2 separate regions of the Sus scrofa genome follow, and region 1 is linked to region 2. A link is a contact called in public promoter capture Hi-C data. All regions are on one chromosome and are shown on one strand. Each heading gives the region's core, a stretch centred on a gene start, on an enhancer-like site or on the middle of the called end of the contact. The rest is flanking DNA. Distances are from core to core; before and after follow the strand shown.

Evidence for each region. Promoter capture Hi-C pulls out the DNA fragments that hold promoters and counts their contacts.
Region 1: a promoter capture Hi-C map of fetal skeletal muscle shows a contact between it and region 2, with 5 times the contacts expected there. The contact joins the promoter of LOC110261664 here to the promoter of HFE in region 2. A contact is called at or near these places in 1 of 5 promoter capture datasets (fetal skeletal muscle), 1 of 47 Hi-C or Micro-C datasets (embryonic fibroblasts) and 1 of 2 datasets of contacts at active chromatin or transcription factors (skeletal muscle).

What each region holds. Positions count from the first base shown.
Region 1 is chr7:21,628,890-21,635,695 of Sscrofa11.1, forward strand. It overlaps LOC110261664 (histone H3.1), which reads right to left and starts at 3,578. Exons shown (of 1, transcript XM_021099837.1): 1 at 3,072-3,578. The coding sequence starts at 3,537. The coding sequence ends at 3,127. It overlaps LOC100622387 (histone H2A type 1), which reads right to left and starts at 5,050. Exons shown (of 1, transcript XM_003356570.4): 1 at 3,978-5,050. The coding sequence starts at 5,009. The coding sequence ends at 4,617. It also overlaps the pseudogene LOC100513549.
Region 2 is chr7:20,755,774-20,762,775 of Sscrofa11.1, forward strand. HFE (hereditary hemochromatosis protein) reads left to right here and starts at 2,831. Exons shown (of 5, transcript XM_021098424.1): 1 at 2,831-3,270. The coding sequence starts at 3,195.

The DNA.
Region 1 (6,806 bases), core at 2,328-4,827, 870 kb after region 2:
ACAACTACTTTTCCTGTGATCAAACTTAGGCTTCAAACAGAACATGTCATCACTGATCCATAGCACACTTCTGGGATCTGAAGTTCAGGTCTCAGAAAAAACTCTCACATCCCAGCAGATGTCCTTACTGAGGAGTTGGAAAACATTAGAAGAATCTAATTTCTGCCTTTCCACTTAAAGGAAAACAGGCCTTTCTGCCCAGCTTTTTATTATTATTTTTAAATCACTCCTCCTTCTTTATTTTTCTGCAGCCATTGGAAGCTTATCCAGATCTCCTCTTTCCCTTTGAGGGTTTTTTGAAAGAGTTCCAAGCTGAGATCCACAGTCTTTGTCTCCCCAGTACTTGGCGATCTTTGGAAAATACAGACCTCTAGAGCTAGTTAGGTATTAATATATGCCTTGTCTAAACCCAGGGAGCCATTATCAACTTCACATATGAAAAGATATGTGACAATACTTTGGTAAATGTAGAGCTTTATATAATTGTTGTCATCAGTATTGTATCCACTCACCATAGAATTCAAAAAGAGGAGTTCTTGTTGTGGCACAGTGGGTTAAGAATCTGACTAGTATCCATGAGGATTGGGATCAATCCCTGCCTCGCTCACTGGGTTAAGGATCCAGTGTTGCAGCAAGCTGTGGTATAGGCCGCAGATGTGGCTCAGATCCTTGCTGTGATGTAGGCTTAGGTGGGCAGCTGAAGCTTTAATTCAACCCCTAGCCCAGGACTTCCATGTGCTGCAGCTGAGGCTGTAAAAAGACTAAATAAATAAATAAATAAATAAATAAATAAATAAATAAATTCAAAAAGAATCTGGGATGAAATGTGTAATGCAGGAGGTGGGAAGCACTCTGTGACTACCACTACCTGAGGCTATCTTGTGTTTAAAAGACAGCAAATTTAATAATAGCCAAATAAAAGATAGCAGATTAACAATACATTGATTCAACTAGAATTTAATAAGTGCCTGAGTCGGGCTTTTTTTGTATTCTAGAGATGCAACAGTGAACAGAACAAAAATCTTTGGCCTTATATATATGGTGAGAGAAAGGGGGCAAAATTTAACTTTTAAAACAGGTTCACACAAGGAGTTCCCTGGTGGCTCAGAGGGTTAAGGAGCCAGCCTTGCTATTGCGGTGGCTCTGGTTAGCTGTGGCATAGGTATGATCCCTGGCCTGGGAATTCCACATGCTGGGGGTATGGCTAAATAAATAAATAAATAAAACCAGTTTATGCGGAGTTGGAAGAATACTCTCCTGGAGTTAGGATTTCATAATTGGGAGTGTGTTGTCATGTAAGTGACAATAAGACAGGGAAGTCCACCAGTGGGGTGTGTGTGGAGGGTATTTCTGCCCCAAGTGAGCCCACTGTGGCTTCTACCTCTGGAAAGTCAGATGTTGATGGCATGCATGGTGCCTGTGGATTGCTTCTTGTGCATGTCTGCATCACGAGGCTCCTGAAAGCTGACAAATTAAAACCAGAGGCGTAATTTTTTAATTTTATAGTATCAAATCATGGAACAGGTGTGAAGGAGATTAAATAGTTCAAAGAGCTTTATCTTGTAAGGTTACCAGGTGCTGCTGTTAAACAGTGAGAAATGCAATTCTCGTGAGAACAAAAATGTTGTCTGAACACCCTGTTTTGTTTTCTTGGTAAACAGTTACACCTTCAGCCAGATCTGGCATTGATTTTCAGAGTTGTATAAAAGAAAATGAGTGTCAGTACATTTGAGGTCTTCCCAGTATCTTAGGATTCTAGGCAAAACATCATTGCCTTAATTAACCTAGATGTGCTCTGTCCCTCCTGGGATAATGGACAGTTCAAATCAATAACTGATTAAAACATGAATGGTGCCTATTTTTCCATGTGCTGGAAGATACATTGGAGAACAAAAGTGAACAAGAACTCAGCTCCCTGACTTTCTACATCCTAAATAGGGGAGAGACTTAATAATCTATGCTCTGAATCCCAGTTTACCTAGTTGGCCTAGTTCCTTTTCTGTTGACTGATTCCTTTTGTAATGGAGCGCTTTGGGGCTCCTGGGCACAAAAGCTTTTCCATGTCCCCCATTTCTTGTTTTTAGGAAATGGGCCTCATTCAGCCTCCCTGGCCTTCCTTTAATTCCAAGGGGGCAGGTTCAGACCATTGCTGATCAGGGAAGAAACGGGATGCAAAGACAAGGGAGCCAGTCAAGCAACAACAGCACAGCCTTGGTGGAGTCCTGGTTCCCTCTCAAGGGATACACATAACGCTGGAGGCATCTTATACACCTAAGAGAAAATTATATTCCTTATACTTCTTTTAGAAATGAAGACTTTAAAACTGAACAGCTTGGAGCCCTTCCTTGTGCTTCTCCCTCATTGTATTGCACCCTAAATACAATCACCTGTAAGCAAAGATTAGGTACCCTGAGCACAATTGCCTGTGGCTGAAGATTATTAGCACGTGATGTATTTCAGGAACTTTCCTAATTTGCTTTAATCCCTGATTAATATATGCCCTTTTTGCAAGTATTGCACCAGGATCTTGTCAAGATCTCCTGATGCCAGGTTCTGTTATGGTCACAAAGATTCCCCCAAAGAAAGTACACCTGTTTGCCCCAATCCTGATTCCTTTCTGAAACCCTGTTTTTCTCCTTAGAGTCTATAAAACCCTCAGCAATTCTTCCCCAAGGGAGGGCAGTCTTTAGGGCAATAGCTTGCTGTGGCCTTCTTTGCCTGGTAAAATCTTAAAAGCTATTTCTTCTTCACCCAAAACTTTCTCCGCCTTTCTACTTGGCACCGGTGAAGAGAGGCCAAACTTAGCAACACTTTGTGAAATCCTTAGCTCGATTTTTCAGGGTACAAGCAAACACTGTTGCCTTTAAATTTTCAAGACTTTTAAATTTTATCTTTGAATAGTAAAGGAATCATGGTATTATATTGCCTTGGCAAATACTTAGCCTAGTTTGAGTGACAAAAAACGGCGAATCTCGCGTTAGAAACCTTTCCTCACCCCATCCCCCATTTACTAAAGACCGAAGCAAGCGTAACAGCCACTCTCAGTGAGAACAGAAAGTGGCTCTTAAAAGAGCCTTTTGGGAGGGAGAAAGCGAATACGTCCAAGGCAAATTAGGAAGGACAACTTTACGCCCTCTCCCCGCGGATGCGGCGAGCCAGCTGGATGTCCTTGGGCATGATGGTGACGCGCTTGGCGTGGATGGCGCACAGGTTGGTGTCCTCGAAGAGCCCCACCAGGTAGGCCTCGCACGCCTCCTGCAGCGCCATCACGGCCGAGCTCTGGAAGCGCAGGTCCGTCTTGAAGTCCTGCGCGATCTCGCGCACCAGCCGCTGGAACGGCAGCTTGCGGATCAGCAGCTCCGTGGACTTCTGGTAGCGCCGGATCTCGCGCAGGGCCACCGTGCCGGGCCGGTAGCGGTGCGGCTTCTTCACGCCGCCGGTGGCGGGCGCGCTCTTGCGGGCCGCCTTGGTGGCCAGCTGCTTGCGCGGCGCCTTGCCGCCGGTGGACTTGCGAGCGGTCTGCTTGGTACGAGCCATAGAGAGAGATCTGACGCCGCGAAAGAAGCAATGGAGAACTGATGCCAGGACCAGACTTTATAGTCATGATCCAATCCTGATTGGTCAGAACTGTTGCAGGAGTAACCTGATTGGTTTTTGGTCCAATCTTCGTTTGGTTCTTACTGCCTCTAAAAAGGTTTTACTTTCCGTAATGTTTTTAACTTTCTATTTTTACAGTAAGGAATTATAGCTGTACTCTCCTGTCTGAGTTTACGGTTTTCGACCCAAACGTTAAGATTTCACCAGAGGAGAAAGGGAATTTGATCCACAATTTGTGGCGGTCAGCGCCTAAATTTTTATAAAAGAAATGCATTTTCAGTGGAGACCCCCCCCTTACAGATTGATATGGGAGAAAATTAGAGCAGAATAATGTATTCATCATTTTCTCTAAAAAGTAGTTCCATTTCACTACATCAAAATCTGTTTTTAATGAATGTACCAAATAATTCAAAGTAAAGTCAATATACACTCTCGCACCTGAACACAGAACTGGGCTACAGCGTTGTGTAGGGAAGGGAGGATACTTGATGTGGGCTTGACTAAATACTAGTGATTATCTCAACTCATTAATGGGTTGTGATGCAATTAAACGGCTGATTGGACTTTAACATGTAAATTGTGTACTTATCAGCAGGCCTGAGGGAAGAGAGGTTTACACTGACTAGTGATTAGGTGTTTTCCTATAAATGCTCTTTCGAAAAGAGCTTTTGAGTGTGGAGTTTTAGTTGGCCAATGGACCACTGGGTTCCAGTGAGACAAATTTTAAAAATGGTTTAGTACATTTGCTGGAGCAAGTAATCACCCCAAATGCGTCCCGGGGAGACAATAAAGGCGGGTGAGTTCATGGGTTTGCAATTGAGTAAACTTCAAACAGGCCTCTACCTTAAAAGTCAACACGTGCCTGGTCAGTTCCAAAGGAAAACTACGTTTTTTACATATTGTAAACTTAACCAGGTATTCGTGGCAGGTTTTACAAAAGTGCTCAGTTCTTCCACAGAAATGGTGGGCGGCTCTGAAAAGAGCCTTTGTTCTTTGAGGTTGAAGTATGAATTAAGGCCTTATTTGCCCTTGGCCTTGTGGTGGCTCTCGGTCTTCTTGGGCAGCAGCACCGCCTGGATGTTGGGCAGGACGCCGCCCTGAGCGATGGTGACTTTGCCCAGCAGCTTGTTGAGCTCCTCGTCGTTGCGGATGGCCAGCTGCAAGTGGCGCGGGATGATGCGCGTCTTCTTGTTATCGCGAGCCGCGTTGCCCGCCAGCTCCAGGATCTCGGCCGTCAGGTACTCCAGCACCGCCGCCAAGTACACCGGCGCCCCAGCTCCAACCCGCTCGGCATAGTTGCCCTTGCGGAGCAGGCGGTGCACTCGGCCCACCGGGAACTGGAGCCCGGCTCGCGAGGAGCGGGTCTTGGCCTTGGCGCGAGCTTTACCTCCTTGTTTCCCACGTCCGGACATGATGTAGCAACCAGAATCTACACCAGTAGTAACTAAGGAGCAAGAAGAGAAACTCACAATTTATAGCTGCAACTGGGAGCGAAAAATCCGCATTTCCATTGGCTAAGATTGCAATCCCATTTTTAAACAAGAAAAAAAAAAGCGCTTCCTAATAATGAGTGTTCTTATTGGACAATATTCACATAACGTCATCACTAGTTTTGGCCAATCAGACCTAGAACTTTACTGCATCGCGTTTGCCTGCGGATTTGTAGGTAAAAAGGATTCGACCGTCCTTGTCCTCATTTATTGTTTCTCAAGGGTTTTTTCTTTACCATGCCTGAGCCAGCTAAATCTGCCCCAGCTCCAAGAAGGGCTCCAAGAAGGCGGTGACCAGGCGCAGAAGAAGGACGGCAAGAAGCGCAGGCGCAGCCGCAAGGAGAGCTACTCAGTGTACGTGTACAAGGTGCTGAAGCAGGTCTACCCGGACACAGGCCGTGGGCATCATGAACTCTTTCGTTAACGACATCGTCGAGCGCATCACGGGCGAGGCATCGCGCCTGGCGCATTACAAAAATCGCTCGACCATTACGTTCTCGGGCATCTAGATGGACGTGCGCCAGCTGCTTCCCGGGGAGATGGCCAAACATGCTGTGTCTGAGGGCGCCAAGCCTGTCAGCAAGTACACCAGTGCCAAGTGAGCCACCCATGGCCGACCCAAAGGCTCTTTTCAGAGCCACCTACCCTTTCAGAGAAACAGGTGGTGCTGGTGCATTTGCCTATAGTTTCTCTTGCAAGAGTAAGGGGCCGGTTTGGGAGCGGAAAACTGGGTAAAAATTTAAAGGGCCCTCCTCTGAAGCTGTCTTGGCTAAGCATTTGGGCTCAGTGTCATGCAAATTTGGAATGGGTTCTTCGACGCCCTTTGAAAAAGATATTCTGTTTTGTCCTCTTACAAAAGCCAAAATTTCGCGTTTGTTTACACTTTTCAAGGAAAGTAACGTCCCCCCGTCTCTGATTGGGCAGCAGCACTGTTTGAAAAGCCCGCCATGGGCTGTGATTGGCTAGATTGTCTACTATCGGGGTTGTGAGTTTTGAAGAGATTCTTTAGAAAGTAAAATCTTACCTTGCTTCTACTGAGGGAATGGAATGCACCAGGCTCTGGAGCCAAGAGTCATAAGGGTGAAAATGAACGGTTCCGTGTTCTGTGTCTGGTTCCCATCCACTACCGAATTGGTACTGTGACATTAGCCCTGTCTATGGAGATTCTAGGTGAATTGAAACGATATAATGCAAAGTGCAACGGGAACAAAGATCAGGGAAGTAAGTTCCTTAAGGGTAAAATGTTGAACAAGGAACTCGGCAACTTGGGAAAGCGCGTTCTTCCAGTGTTTCATCAGGAGACGCTGGAAGGGAGGTAGGCCAGGACTCGCTAGGCTGGGAGAACAATTTTCTAACGGTGCTTTGAGTCAACGATTAAAAATCCTGCCATAGAAGGCGGAGAACTCAGTATTTAAGAGAAGATTGTATACTAGCATGGGCTAGCTAGGAATATTAGGAAATGGAATCTTTCAAGGCATGATCAAAAGTCCTTCACTTCCCCACTTCCCTGAATCTTTCAATAGTGCCTAAATTCTTTTTTGCAGTTCAAAGCATTAACATTCTCTGCTGCCCTGTCATCCCCTCTCACCAGAAAATGATTGCTATTGTAAATATATATATATATATTTTCCCCACTAACAGCAAGTAACAAGCTCCTACATTCACACCCTACTCCAGGCTGCAACATTTCCTGTCTTTCCCTATTGTCACTTCCCTTAA
Region 2 (7,002 bases), core at 1,581-4,080:
TTTGGAAGTTGTACAGCAGAAGGAAGAATGCTATATGCCTCATCAGACTAGAGAAATCTATATCCACCACTTTCTGGGGGAAAAAACCAATAAGAAACGAATAAGCTCCCTGCCCAAAAAAACTCTAGAAAGACTTAGCTCTTTGAGACACCAGGTACCTCTGAGGTCAAGGTTATGGGCAGGAATGAAAACAGGCAGATTTGTTAGAAATCTATGGAAGGAGCATTTTGGTGCTCAGATCACCTCCCTGCACTAAACAGCCAGGTGACTGCTGGAGCCAAAATGAGCAGAAGACTGATGAGTTTCATTTGGCCACACTGAATCAGAGGGACCCTGGATTCAGGGGTCTCAGGTATAGCTGATGATGAGAATACAGTACAAAACTGAAAATAGGACTTTAAAAGAAAATCCATATCCTTAAAATTAAATTCTCCCAGTCCCTTTCCACATTTGTCTCCCAGAATACCAACACCCTGGCTTCTAATTCCCATCATTTCTTATTTCAACAATTTTTTATTGTGTCTACTGTATATAATACACTGAGCCAAGTACTATAAATGTATTAGTTTCCAAGGGCTGCTGTAACCAAGTACCACAAATTGTGTGGCTTAACCAACAGAAATGTCTTGTCTCATAGTTTTGGAGGATGGAAGTCTGAAGTCAAGATGTTGACACGTTTGGTTCTTTGTGAGGCAAGGATTTGAATGGGTACCTATACCTGGCAAGAGTGCTCCAAAAAACAGTACAAGGTCACTAAGCTCATTGTTTAGGAGGAATGTATTGTTTCTGGTTCTGTCTTTTTTTTGTCCGCGCCCCTGGCATGTGAAAGTTCCTGGACCAGGGATTGAACCTGCGCCACAGCCAAGACCCAAGCCACTGCAATGACAACACTGGATCCTTAATCCACTGAGCCACAAGAGAACTCTAGAAGGAGTTTAAAGGAAAGAGAAAAGGAAGAGAGTTCTTCCAGATCTCTCTCTTGTAGCTTCGGACATTTCCTAACTTGTGGACGCCCATCTTTTCCCATCACTCTTCATATTTTCCCTCTATGCCTGTCTATCTCTATCTACACTTCCCTCTTTTATGTGGACAACAGTCACATTGGTTTGGAGTCCACCCTATTGGCATCATTTTAACTTGATGACCTCTATAAAAACCCTATCTCCAAATAAGATCACATTCAGAGGTACTAGGGATTATACTCCAATGCATTTTTTTTTTAAGAGGGCACAATTCAATCCATAGCAATAACTATGCCTATGAATCCGACAAAAGCTTGCACAGAACTTACATTCTTGTAGAAGAGATACCAACAGTACCTTAAGATAGTTTGGCCTCAGCCCTGAAGTAAATGGCAGAGACATTTCCTAAGATTGCAAATGCAGATTTGGTTAGAAGATAGAAAAAAAATTCAGATTCTAGGATTTTTAATCCACTCTTCCAGTCTCTGCTTTTAATTTAGCTATTGAGATCATTTACATTTTTGACATGTTAGGCTTTTTCTACCATTTAAGTATTTGTTTTTTGTCTTCTCTTTTGTTTTACTTTGTTTCTCTGTTTTATTTTCTTTTCTATGAATTACTTGAACCTTTTTTTTTTTTAGATAATTCCATCTTGATTTATGTATTCTATATTTGAGTAAATTGCTTTGTATGATTTTCTCAGTGGTTACCCTGGGTCTTACAATGTATTTGACGTGTCATATTCTACTAAGATCTAGGTTTTATCCCCTTGAGTGAATCATGGATAGTCCATTTCCATCTAGAACACTTTATCTCTCCTATTTTGTCTTGAACATCAAATGATGTTTAATTTTTATTTCCATCATCAAATACAATTTAGAGAACTCATGAGAAAGATAATCTATGGTGTTTATCCAAATTTCTGGTCATTTCATTGTTCATTCTTCCTTTCTTTTCTGTTTCAAGAACTTTCTTTAGTCTGCTAGCGAAAAAAATCTTGTTGTTTTCCTTCTCTATCTACATTTTTTTATTTCCCTTTTATTTCTGAGAATGTCTTTTATTTCCCTTTTGTTGCTGAAGGTAGTGCCTAAAAAGTGTGTACCAGGTTTCCTGGTAACATAGAGAGCCAGGAAGTCTTTCTAAGTGGGTTGCAGTTGGCTTCACAATCTAATCTCGAACACTTTGTCACTCATTTATTCTATCCACACAAATTTATTGAGTGAGTATTTATACCAGGCAATAGCGTTCAACATGAAAGAGCAAGGTCACTATGCTCACTGCTTAGGAAGAGTTTAAAGGAATGACAAAAAGGAGAAAGGGGAAAGAGCTCTTCCAGGGAAGAGAAAGGCTTTGTGTAGATATAGACACACATATAGATATAGACATACGCATATGCATAGATATATCTAAATTGAATAACAAGATTGGCAAGGTGAACCTAGACTTTTTGAAAATGCATAATGAATTTTCAAGTTATTCAATATTTAGATATTAAATATTTAAATCAGGAAATCATTAAATATACCTCCCCCAATCAGCAACATCTCTGCATTTAAAGGAGTTCCCGTCGTGGCTCAGTGGTTAACGAGTCCGACTAGGAACCATGGGGTTGCAGGTTTGATCCCTGGCCTTGCTCAGTGGGTTGGGGATCCCGCATTGCCTTAAGCTGTGGTGTGGGTCGCAGACAGGGCTCGGATCCCGCTTTGCTGTGGGCTGGCGCAGGCCGGCAGCTGCGGCTCTGATTGGACCCCTAGCCTGGGAACCTCCGTGTGCCGCCGGAGCGGCCCTAGAAAAGACAAAAATAAATAAATAAAAAATAAATAAAAAATAAAAAGTAGAGGGAGAGGAGTTCTCTTGTGCACAGTGGGTTAAGGATCCACAGTTGTCACTGCAGTGAAGTGGCTTGGATACTGACCTGCAGTAGGTTCGAGCCCTGTCCTGGGAATTCCTATATGCCGTGGGCGCAGCCTAAAAAAATAAAAACCAAAGGGACAGTTGGGTCACAAGTGTTTCCTAAGCAGGTACTCTGAGCTGCAGGAGAGAGAGTTCAAGTACAGGCGATCCGTTTCTTTTCCCCACTGGCCCCGGAAAAGGATCTCACTGCCCAGGAAGTTTCATCTGGGATCCCCGCAGCCTTGGCAATGGCTCCAGGGTGACTTCTTGAGCCACCTCGGTTTCCCCGCCCCAGCCAAGCGGCCGAAAAGCACCTGGAAGCGCGGTCCGAGCCGGGAAATGGGCCCACAAGCCCGGCCGGCGCTTCTGCTCCTGATCCTCCTGCGGACCGTGGCCACGCAGGAGCGAGCGCCGCGTGAGTCCGGGGGCTGCGGGCCAGAGAGGGGCGCGGAAAAATCGAAAGTAGCTTTTCTTGGGGCTTTGGAATTTGCTGAATTCGGAGCGACTGCTCAGCCGGGTGCGCAGGCCCCTCCCCCAACTTTCCCCGGAGGGGACACCGGCCACTGGGGGTGCAGATGCGGTTCCCGGCCGGCCCCTCGCCCCCCGCATCTCGCCTCCCCCCACACCCTCGGCCCGCCCGCAGTCCCTGCTCTAAGAAGTGACACTCGGAACCACCCACTCCCTCCCCCGACCTTGACGCTTTTAGATGCAAATCTTTTCTGCTGGAGGCCGAGCTAAGATTAGGGGTCCTTGGAGTCGGGTCTCGGTTTTCTTGTATCTGTAGTTGGTTGTGTCGTTTCCCTTCTGATCATCCCCAAACAGGAAGTTCTTCTCACCCAGGGCGACCTTGGCCCGAGCGCCCCTTGGTGTTTCCACACCCGGGCGGGCTCAAAGGGCTGGAGACTTTGCGCTGACAGGACGCACGGCAGAAACAGCCGGTTTTCCACTTCAGAAACACTGGTGCTGGCAAGTGGGGGTGTGTGGCGGCTTGTGGGGGGATCTGAATCCTACCCCGACCCCACCCCTTCTGCTGAGACCAGGGGCGGAGGCCACCGCGGGGTAGGTAGGAGGCTATGGAGGGAGATTGCCCAGAGCCTTAATCTTGGCGATTGATTCTTCGTTTGCCTGGAAAAATGACATCTCGGTTATTTTTGAACTTTTTGAACTGAATCTAACAGTTCCCCTTTTCATCCAAGGGGTTGTTGAGTTGCACTGTTAACAGTATTGGATAATTAGGCAGCCTTTACTAAAAGATGCCAAAGTGATGGCAATTAACATGTAGGGAATGCCTCAGTTTTAAATCACCTTCATGTCAGTGATCTTGTTTGACTTGACTTTGCATTTGGGAGATTGGCGCTATTAACGTGTTGATTTTACCACTAATGACCTCAAGTTAAATCCTTTGCCCAGGTAACAAAAATTCTGTAAGCAGGCTCTTTTTCTGATGTTAATGAAGTATTAGCACTGGTTGTAACCTTAGCTGGCAGAGTTTGCTCTGTTGTCTGGCAAGGCTCCGGATGCTTTACACACTGTGTAGCCTCAGCACCACATTTGGAGGGTAGGCAGTATGTGTGTCCACACTTTATAGATGACTAGGATGAGATAAGACCTGCTTACCGGTAACTTTGTTCAATGTCACTCTGGCCTTTGAGGCCACTTCATAACTGTGATTCTTAAAAGACACACTACCTTAGAGGTTGAATTGTACAATTTGATGAACAGAAATATTCACTAGTCACCAGCAAAGAAGAAGCATCACCCATGCGCTGTGATCTTCTGGATCCAGGGGAGTGAGCAGGAAGCTGAGTCCTCTGATGTTTTGCTTGCAAGGAGGGGATGACAATACACAAAGGAACAAAAGGATATAGAGCATCAGGTAGCAGTGGGTGCCCTGAAGACCTGTGAAGCAGGCAGGTGGGGCAGGCCACTCTCCCTGGCTGGCTTCGGAGCAGGGATCTGGAGGAAATAAGGGTGATGCTGACTGGGAGCAGCGCTTCCAGGACAGGACAGGAGCACCAGGCAAGGATGTGAAACTTCAGCACCACTGATATTTTTTTGTTGTGAGGACTGTCATGTGCATTGTAGGACCTTGAGCAGTGTCCCTGTCCTTTACTCACTGGATGTGAGTATACTCTTCAGTTATGAAAACCAAAAATGTCTCCAGACATTGTCAAATGTCCCCCAGGAGATGAGCTATCCGGGTTAAGAATCACCAGACGAAGAAGAGCAAGAGCACAGGTGCAGCGGAGTTAGGGGTGGAGGGGCGGAGGCCAAGAACAGGTGATGGGCTCAGCACAGGAGCCTCAGGCAAGTCCCCAGGGGTCCCACAGGCGGCAGTGCCATTCTGACCAGGGAGTGACATCGCTGGCATGGCTGTTGAAAAGATTGCTCTGGCTGCTTTGGGGAAAGTAGAGTGAAGGGAGCAGCAATAAAAACAGGGTGAGCAGACAGACAGGAAATGATGGACTGGGCCAGATGGGAGCAGAGGTGGTGGTGAGAAATGCTTGTATTCTGGATACGTTTTGAAGGAAGTTGCTGAAGGATCTAAAAGGATCGCGTGATAGAAGGAGAGACGTCGAAGGTGATTCTATTATTTAATTACTTTATTTTACTGTATTTATTTTTATCGGCCCAAGCAATGGGGTGATAGATGATGCTATTGCTGAGATGGTGAAGGCAGAATAAAAAGCAGTCTGAGGGAAATCAAGAGTCTGGGTTTGAACTTGGTAAGTTTGAGATTATCCAACTGGTGGTATCACATAGGCAGTTAAGCAGTTGGAGTGTGTGAATCTAGAATTCGGGCCAGAGACAAAAATCTAAAAGTCAACATTTATTCATCTAACAAGTAGATATTAAGCACCTACTACATGCCAGACAGTTTAGGTAGCATTGTGGATGAAAACAGAGTACATAACCTTTTTTTTTTTTTTTTTTTTTTTTTTTTTTTTGGCTTTGTATGTGGAAGTTTCCAGGCCAGGGACTGAACTTGTGAACTTGTGTCGTAGCGGTGACCAGAGCTACTGCAGTGACAATGTGGGATCTTTAACCCACTGTGCCACAGGAGAACTTCAAAAACAATGGACATATCTTAAGTAAAAGATACTTTATTGCTAAAAATTGCTAACCATCATCTGAGCGTTCAGAGAATTGTAATCTTTTTATAATAGAAACATCGGAGATCAGTGATCAGAGACCACCATAACAAATTTAATAATAATGAAAAAGTTGGGTAGGAGCTCCCTGGTGGCCTGGTGGTTAAGGATTTTGTGTTTTCACTTCTATAGCTCAGGTTCAATCCCTAGCCCAGGAACATCTGCATGCCATGAGAGTGGCCAAAAAATAATAATGAAAAGTTGTAAATCTTGCAAGAATTACCAAACTCTGACACAGAGACACAAAGTGAGCAAAGGCAGTTGGAAAGATGATAGCAATAGACTTGCTTGAGGTAGGGTTGCCACAAACCTTCAATTTGTGAAATATACATGATCTGCAAACTGCAATAAAATGAGGTCTGCCTATACAAAGGAAAAGGTTTAGAGATGAAAATAGAGGGAAAAAAACCAACAGTAATTCCTTTGGACTTGGATCTAAGTAGCTCTGAGCACCAACTCCTGAGCTCAACTGCCCTAGAGAGACACATGATGGGATTTTCTAGAATCCATTGCCTCCAGGGGAGATTACGTGAGCACTGGGACTGAGGCTGGGGGCTACAGGGATGAGGTGGGCAGTGGGGGGGGGGGCATCCACACAGGATGGACAGAGAAGAGAGCAGATGGCCAGCCCTGGGGAGGGGAGGCAGGCACCAGCGCTCACTTTCACAGGGTGGGACCAGACACAGCTGGCATGAGTTAATTCAGAAGATGTGGAGACAGAGTTCCCATCATGGCTCAGCAGGTTATGAACTGGACTAGCATCCATAAGGACACAGGTTCCATCCCTCGCCATGCTCAGTGGGTTAAGGATCTGATGTTGCTGTGAGCTGTAGTGTAGGTCACAGATGTGGCTCAGTTCCAGCGTGGCTCTGGTGCAGGCCAGTGGCTACAGCCCCAATTACCCTAACCTGAGAACTTCCATACGTGGCAGGTGCAGCCTTAAAAAGCAAAAAAAATAGGAAGAAGACATGTGGAGGCTCTGCCTCTCAGCCCCT